Regions from separate parts of the Arabidopsis thaliana genome. Here region 2 is linked to region 1. Evidence: chromatin contacts called from public targeted proximity ligation data. All regions are on one chromosome and are shown on one strand. The core of a region is the stretch at or near the end of the contact, and the rest is flanking DNA. Distances in the headings are between cores, read along the strand shown. Region 1 holds the start of PMI1 (plastid movement impaired1). Region 2 holds the start of GAPB (glyceraldehyde-3-phosphate dehydrogenase B subunit).

Evidence for each region.
Region 2: a targeted proximity ligation map of shoot shows a contact between it and region 1, with 20 read pairs. A contact is called at or near these places in 2 of 26 Hi-C or Micro-C datasets (both in seedling), 1 of 2 datasets of targeted methods (shoot) and 2 of 3 other capture datasets (root and shoot).

The regions. Positions count from the first base shown.
Region 1 is chr1:15,974,603-15,979,076 of TAIR10.1, forward strand. It overlaps PMI1 (plastid movement impaired1), which reads left to right and starts at 2,203. Exons shown (of 2, transcript NM_103439.7): 1 at 2,203-4,214; 2 at 4,287-4,474. The coding sequence starts at 2,529. It overlaps GLR3.3 (glutamate receptor 3.3), which reads left to right. Exons shown (of 7, transcript NM_103438.3): 3 at 1-582; 4 at 660-937; 5 at 1,030-1,061; 6 at 1,143-1,549; 7 at 1,622-2,211. The coding sequence ends at 2,101.
Region 2 is chr1:16,125,041-16,129,164 of TAIR10.1, forward strand. GAPB (glyceraldehyde-3-phosphate dehydrogenase B subunit) reads left to right here and starts at 2,313. Exons shown (of 9, transcript NM_103456.4): 1 at 2,313-2,613; 2 at 2,704-2,799; 3 at 2,879-3,043; 4 at 3,113-3,280; 5 at 3,372-3,532; 6 at 3,617-3,678; 7 at 3,755-3,804; 8 at 3,907-4,124. The coding sequence starts at 2,512. AT1G42960 (inner membrane localized protein) reads left to right here and starts at 703. Exons shown (of 5, transcript NM_103455.6): 1 at 703-889; 2 at 1,187-1,307; 3 at 1,481-1,577; 4 at 1,731-1,817; 5 at 1,906-2,258. The coding sequence starts at 823. The coding sequence ends at 2,040.

The sequences.
Region 1 (4,474 bases), core at 953-3,452:
CACTCAATGCTCAATACGTTGGGAAAAAGCGGAAATCTCAACTTAGAGGCTATGACTGTCTTTGATGGTGGAGAAGCACTGCTTAAAGATATCCTCGGAACGCGTATGGTTGGTTTAACGGGACAGCTTCAGTTCACTCCAGACAGGTCTCGGACCCGTCCAGCTTACGATATTATCAATGTGGCGGGAACCGGTGTTCGTCAAATAGGCTACTGGTCAAATCATTCTGGTTTATCAACTGTATTACCTGAGTTACTCTACACAAAGGAGAAACCAAATATGTCAACAAGTCCGAAACTAAAGCATGTCATTTGGCCGGGAGAAACGTTTACGAAACCTCGCGGATGGGTTTTCTCTAACAATGGGAAAGAACTCAAGATTGGCGTGCCTCTTCGCGTTAGTTACAAGGAGTTTGTATCACAAATTCGCGGAACCGAGAACATGTTCAAAGGGTTTTGCATTGATGTCTTCACGGCTGCAGTGAATCTTTTACCGTACGCAGTTCCTGTCAAGTTTATTCCTTATGGAAATGGAAAGGAGAATCCGAGCTACACGCATATGGTTGAGATGATAACAACTGGTGTGAGTGCTTATTACATTCTTTTTCATAGAAGTTACTTTTACCATTTCTACTTACTGTAAAAATGGATTTACTGCAGAATTTTGATGGGGTAGTAGGTGATGTTGCCATTGTAACAAACCGGACAAAGATTGTAGATTTCACACAACCATATGCAGCATCAGGACTAGTTGTAGTTGCACCTTTTAAAAAACTGAATTCAGGAGCCTGGGCTTTTCTTCGACCTTTCAACCGTCTTATGTGGGCTGTCACGGGTTGTTGCTTTCTCTTTGTTGGCATTGTTGTTTGGATCTTGGAACATAGGACTAACGATGAATTCAGAGGCCCACCTAAGAGACAATGTGTCACAATTCTCTGGTCAGTTTACTATATATTTCAGAGAAGTAGCTTAGAGACAACTGCTTGTTATCTTTTGGCTGATCCATTTATTGTTTGTTTGATATCTGCAGGTTTAGCTTCTCGACCATGTTTTTCGCGCATAGTATGTCGAAAGAAAACTTACTGTGCCACTGGTTATTGTTTGGCTTTTGACTGATATGACTCTTTCCCTTGGTTTTGACAGGAGAGAACACAGTTAGTACACTTGGACGGTTGGTTCTGATCATATGGCTATTCGTTGTACTAATCATCAACTCGAGCTACACGGCTAGTCTGACATCGATATTGACGGTTCAGCAGCTCTCTTCACCCATCAAGGGAATTGAAAGCCTTAGAGAAAGAGATGATCCAATAGGGTACCAGGTTGGTTCATTTGCAGAGAGTTATTTGAGGAACGAACTCAACATATCAGAGTCACGCCTAGTCCCACTTGGAACACCTGAAGCCTATGCTAAGGCATTAAAAGATGGACCAAGCAAAGGAGGCGTTGCCGCGATTGTTGACGAACGTCCTTATGTCGAACTCTTCCTCTCCAGCAACTGCGCTTATAGAATCGTTGGTCAAGAGTTCACCAAAAGTGGCTGGGGATTTGTAAGTATAAAGATATTGTCACCATTTGGTTTGGTTAGATTCTGTTACTTATGTATAAATGGTTTTACGTAGGCCTTTCCTAGAGACTCTCCTCTAGCAATAGATCTATCAACAGCGATCTTAGAGCTAGCAGAGAACGGAGATTTGCAAAGGATCCACGACAAATGGCTAATGAAGAACGCATGCACTCTAGAGAACGCGGAGCTCGAATCAGACAGGCTTCATCTAAAAAGCTTTTGGGGACTATTTCTCATATGCGGCGTCGCGTGCCTCCTCGCTCTCTTCCTATACTTTGTTCAGATCATCCGTCAGCTCTATAAAAAGCCAACCGATGATGCCATTGCAAGAGATCAACAGCAGAATCATGACTCTTCCTCCATGCGCTCCACTCGTTTGCAAAGATTCTTGTCTCTCATGGATGAGAAAGAAGAGTCCAAGCACGAAAGCAAGAAGAGAAAGATCGATGGTTCAATGAACGATACATCGGGATCAACACGATCACGAGGTTTCGATAGAGAAAGAAGCTTCAATTCGGTAAATCCATTAGACTGAAACTGTAGTTACAGAGACATATACAATTATTTTTGAACTGATTACAGAGAAAAATTTAATTTTTTTCTTAGACATTTATTATAGTATAGTATATAGTATTTATATTTCACAAAACTCTAACAACCACAAACACAAGGTTAGAGAACTAACGATTCTAAAACGTTGAACGAAACCATACCGTGACAATAAATTAGTTGGGACCATAAAGGTTGGTGTCTCTTTCAGAGTTGAGAGAAGGCCACGACATTCTAAATCCTGATCCAATCGCTTCACCAACTAATAAATTTTCTCAATTTTGGACAGACAAAACAATGAAACCTATCGATAATAATAACCACACAAACCCCAAATAAACCCTCAGCTTCCTTATCCCTTCTTCTGGGGACCAAAAAAAACACAGAAGAGCTTCTTCTTCTTCTTCTTCTACATGGCAGGAGAATATTCCGGTAGCCGGAGTTCTAACACACAGCTTCTCGCGGAACTTGAAGCTCTAAGTGAAAACCTTTACCAGAAACCTCAGGTTTCAGTTGGAAACAGGAGAACAAACTCTCTCGCTCTCCCTCGGAGTTCTGTTCCGTCGCTTGTTACCTCTGCTGATGAAGTGAGTACAGCACGAGCTGAGGATTTGACAGTATCGAAGCCGCGGGCTCGGCGTTTATCGCTGTCTCCGTGGCGGTCGAGACCGAAACTTGAGGTAGAGGAGGAAGAGAATGTTACTCAGAGCAACAGGATTGTCAAGAAACCAGAGGAGTCGTCATCGGGTTCGGGTGTGAAGGAAGAGAAGAAAGGGATTTGGAATTGGAAGCCGATTCGAGGGCTGGTTCGGATTGGTATGCAGAAGCTAAGCTGTTTGTTATCAGTGGAGGTTGTGGCGGCGCAGAATCTTCCAGCGTCGATGAATGGTTTACGCCTTGGAGTTTGCGTGAGGAAGAAGGAAACTAAAGACGGTGCTGTTCAGACGATGCCGTGTAGGGTTTCTCAGGGTTCTGCTGATTTTGAGGAGACCTTGTTTATCAAGTGCCATGTGTATTACTCACCGGCGAACGGTAAAGGTAGTCCAGCGAAGTTTGAGGCTCGTCCGTTTTTGTTTTATCTTTTCGCCGTGGATGCCAAGGAACTGGAGTTTGGAAGGCATGTGGTGGATTTGAGTGAGTTGATTCAGGAGTCGGTAGAGAAGATGAATTACGAAGGAGCTAGGGTTAGGCAATGGGATATGAATTGGGGACTTTCAGGGAAGGCTAAAGGGGGTGAATTGGCTTTGAAATTAGGGTTTCAGATTATGGAGAAAGACGGTGGAGCTGGGATTTACAGTAAACAAGGCGAATTCGGGATGAAACCGAGTAGTAAACCTAAGAATTTCGCTAATTCCTTCGGTCGAAAGCAATCGAAGACGTCGTTTAGTGTTCCGAGCCCTAAAATGACGAGCCGGAGCGAGGCGTGGACGCCAGCGAGTGGTGTGGAGTCAGTTTCGGATTTTCACGGGATGGAGCATTTGAATCTGGATGAACCTGAGGAGAAACCCGAGGAGAAACCGGTTCAGAAAAACGACAAACCGGAACAGAGAGCTGAAGATGATCAAGAGGAACCAGATTTTGAAGTTGTGGATAAAGGAGTTGAGTTTGATGATGACTTGGAAACTGAGAAATCTGATGGAACCATAGGTGAAAGATCTGTTGAGATGAAGGAACAACATGTTAATGTTGATGATCCACGGCACATAATGAGACTCACCGAGCTTGATTCAATTGCAAAGCAGATCAAAGCGCTTGAATCGATGATGAAAGACGAGAGTGATGGAGGTGATGGTGAAACAGAGTCACAAAGGCTAGATGAAGAGGAACAAACTGTGACAAAGGAGTTTCTTCAGTTACTTGAGGATGAAGAAACCGAGAAGCTGAAATTTTATCAGCACAAAATGGACATCTCTGAACTGCGGTCTGGCGAATCCGTAGACGATGAATCGGAGAATTACCTCTCGGATCTCGGTAAAGGCATTGGTTGCGTTGTTCAGACACGAGACGGTGGTTACTTAGTCTCTATGAACCCTTTCGACACGGTGGTCATGAGGAAAGACACTCCTAAGCTTGTTATGCAAATCTCCAAACAGATTGTGGTAAGGCCTGAATTAATATTTACATAATCAAAAGAATCCTACAACAACAGGAATCTGAAATCTTTATTACAGGTACTACCAGAAGCCGGACCAGCCACTGGATTCGAGCTATTTCATAGAATGGCGGGTTCGGGTGAGGAACTAGAGTCAAAGATATCTTCGCTTATGGCGATAGATGAGCTAATGGGGAAAACAGGGGAGCAAGTGGCTTTTGAAGGAATAGCGTCAGCGATTATACAAGGGAGGAACAAAGAGAGAGC
Region 2 (4,124 bases), core at 1,063-3,562, 150 kb after region 1:
AATGATGATGATGATGATATGTGTTGATAATGAGTAAATTGATGGGTTGATAAAGTTATTTGGAAAAAGATTTATTATATTCAATCGGTTTAGAAATTTTGTTTTGCGGGTTTCGCCCTAGTTATACATTAAAGATTGTTTTGCGTGTTATGTCGAAAAACAAGTTTTTGAATCTATAACAAACAAGACAGTGATAAAACGTTTCCAAAATATGAGTGAGCGTAAGATACATCCTTAAGAATTGTGTTGAATTTTTTTTCGTTGTTGTTTTATAGTGACCTAAAACTTTATTTCGATGTTATGTATTGCTATATTTTTTATTTGGTTGTAAAATTTTGAAGATACTTATTTAAAACCCATCAAACAATTTTTCTATATTTGTCATTGGACAAATAAGTTTTTCTAAATATTTTAGTTTCAAAAACAAACTAATATGATATTTAGACCCAAATCAGGTTTTCCAAGATATTTTACTCTTCAGAACGAATCGATCTTTAAACTATCTCCAATAGTTATCTCTATAATTTGTATAAGATAAAGTTATCTTAATGTTATTTCGGATATTTTAGTTTTCTTTAGACATATGCCGGATCGGATCATGTATAATAATGTCATTATCTCCATAACCGGATTAGATGACCAAATTGATCCATTTTCATTTCTCCCAATATTTATTACATTTTTTTTTTTTTGATGTAATATTTGTAATAAATATTTAAATAAATAATTACCACTGAATCGAAGAAGCTTTGCTTAGATATCATCGAACTTGCTCCAACTGCTCTATCTCAGGATCTCTCTCAGACACAGTTTCTTCCATCCATGGCGTCTCTTTCTTCTACCTCTCTCTCTCTCCCCAAGAATTCTCACCAACTCCATCCTTCATCTGGTAATAACTTCTTCAATCTCTCCAATCTTCGTGCTTTATAGATTTTCAATATCCTCCATTTTCGAGCTCATGAGATTCGTACAGTCATGTTACGATTTCTAATTTAGCATCTCACAAAACCCAATTTAATTGTGTATTGGACGATCTTGATTCCTTTATGTTGTTGGGTCCTTTCTTTTTACTTGTGCTGATTTGTCAAAACAATGCAAAATTAGAGCTTGAAGCTGTTTTGTTAGAAAACTGTTCAACTTGTTATGTATAAGTCACTGATTGTTGTTTGTTCTTGTTACCTTCTAGGTTTTTCTCTGAATCCAAATGCTCGTTGTGTCAGTGTTTCATTTGGACTGAATCACTCCAACAAACTTCATATTTCTGCTCCTAGAACCAAAAGGATCCTAACCATTCAATCTGCATACAGGTATATAACTTTATCTTATACAAATTATTGTTTGAGATGTCGAAAACTGTGGTTCTTGTTACTCCTTAATGTTTTGTGAGCATCGTAACATTTTTTAGTATACTTTAGTTTTCTATTGGCAACTTATGTTTACAGAGACAGTTTGCAATGTCTAATAGCATCAAAACTTGCAGAGATGATGATGGTTCAGGCAGCACAGGCCTATTCGTCGGAGGGTTTATTTTGGGCGGACTTATAGTCGGTGCCCTCGGATGTGTATATGCACCACAGGTAGTAATCTGTTACATGGTTTAGTTTGATCACTCTTAGAGCTTGTATTCGTTTCAATCAAGAAGTTCTTGAGTGGACTCGAGGAGCTCTGTAACCTTCTCTGTTTCACTTTGACTCATCAATGTGTGATGTTACTTTTGTGAATTGTATCAGATCAGCAAGGCTATAGCTGGAGCAGACCGAAAGGATCTCATGAGGAAGTTGCCTAAATTCATATATGACGAGGAAAAAGCTTTGGAGGTAAGTTATTGCTAAGCCTCTTGATTCATATTTTATCTCACTTTTTGTTGAATTTACTTATGAACAATGTTGTCTACTGTTAATGCAGAAAACACGTAAGGTACTAGCTGAGAAAATTGCTCAGCTTAACTCTGCTATCGACGATGTCTCCTCTCAGCTCAAATCAGAAGATACTCCGAATGGTGCAGCTCTAAGCACCGATGAAATCGAGGCTACAGCCTGAAATCATCTGTTTTTAGGATTTGAAATTGAATCATGGGAGATTACTTACTATGATCCCAATAATTGTTTTCCTTTCTGTGTAATGTTGTACAACTTTTCGTCTACTATCTTCAAATGACTGCTTTCTTCCTTCTTCTTTTTTTCTCGAAATCGCGGTGTTGAAGGATATATCACAGTTATATGCGAAACCAGACGTTATGAAGACTATATAATATCCTGATGAAAACTATATGACATGAAAAGAAGGATTAAAAAAATGAGTCTCTTGAGAAACTTGTGATCACTGGCTCACAGAATCTTATCCCCATATGTATCTTACCTACATAATAGCCACATATTACTTTGCTTCACTTTGAACCATTGGTTGGTTTTGATCAAAACCAAAGGATGTGTGTATGTATGTATATATTCTAACGCTCAAAACTGATCACTAGCATTCCTAGATTTTTCCTTCTTGTGATCACTTGCAGCTATGGCCACACATGCAGCTCTCGCCGTCTCAAGAATCCCGGTCACACAGCGACTGCAGTCTAAGAGTGCCATTCACTCTTTCCCTGCTCAATGCTCCTCCAAGGTATGAACTCCATCTGACTACTACATACCCTCTGTTTATGTGTGTGGTACAGTTTGTTTTATTGGTTTCTCTTGTTACTTACTTGCACAGAGGCTAGAAGTCGCTGAATTCTCCGGTCTGCGTATGAGTAGTATCGGTGGGGAAGCATCTTTCTTCGATGCTGTAGCTGCACAAATCATCCCTAAGGTAACTTATTTATTGATTGAATCAGTAACTGTATTGTTATCATGATTTGTGAATATGTGATGAGTTTGTGAAATATTAGGCTGTGACAACATCAACTCCTGTTAGAGGAGAGACAGTGGCGAAACTGAAAGTTGCGATTAACGGTTTTGGAAGGATTGGTAGGAACTTTCTTAGGTGTTGGCATGGTCGTAAAGACTCTCCTCTCGAAGTTGTTGTACTTAACGACAGTGGTGGTGTCAAGAATGTAAGTATGTAATAAACTTTGTGAACTCTTCTTGTGGAACACATTTTTGACATTTGATGAAATTTGCAGGCATCCCACTTGCTTAAGTATGACTCCATGCTTGGAACCTTCAAGGCTGAAGTGAAAATTGTGGACAATGAAACTATTAGTGTTGATGGTAAGCTCATCAAAGTTGTCTCCAACAGAGACCCTCTTAAGCTTCCATGGGCTGAGCTCGGCATTGACATTGTTATCGAGGTGAAATTTCTACCGAAAACTGCTTATTATGATGGCAAATCGCGCTACGGAACTTAGTTAATCGAAAACTGTATATGGTTATGATCATCAGGGAACAGGAGTGTTTGTTGATGGGCCAGGAGCAGGGAAGCATATCCAAGCCGGAGCCTCGAAAGTTATCATCACTGCACCAGCCAAAGGTGCTGATATCCCTACCTATGTTATGGGAGTCAATGAGCAAGACTATGGTCACGATGTCGCTAACATTATTAGGTCCGTTTAAAGTTAAACCTTTGATCTCATTAAAGCATGAACGAGTTTGAGTATTCATGCTTCAGTTTTGGTCTTTCTTTGCAGCAATGCATCTTGCACCACCAACTGTTTGGCACCTTTTGCTAAAGTCTTGGATGAAGAATTTGGTACATTTTATTTTCTCTGCTTCACTACATGTTTCAAAATGTTTTTTTTATAGCTCATACATGAACTGAATCACAGGAATTGTCAAGGGGACAATGACAACCACACACTCCTACACCGGAGACCAAGTAAGATTCCATCTTTTTGTCTATCTATCCATGTAGAAACCTAACGGAAGAGCTTGCTTGTATTGTCAAAAAAATAAATATGTTTGAAATGAATTGTTTCAGAGGCTTCTAGATGCATCACACAGGGACCTAAGGCGTGCAAGAGCCGCAGCACTGAACATAGTGCCTACCAGCACAGGAGCAGCCAAGGCGGTGTCATTAGTGTTGCCGCAGCTGAAGGGTAAACTTAACGGCATTGCACTCCGTGTGCCAACACCAAACGTCTCAGTGGTTGACCTTGTTATAAACGTTGAGAAGAAAGGTTTGACAGCAGAGGATGT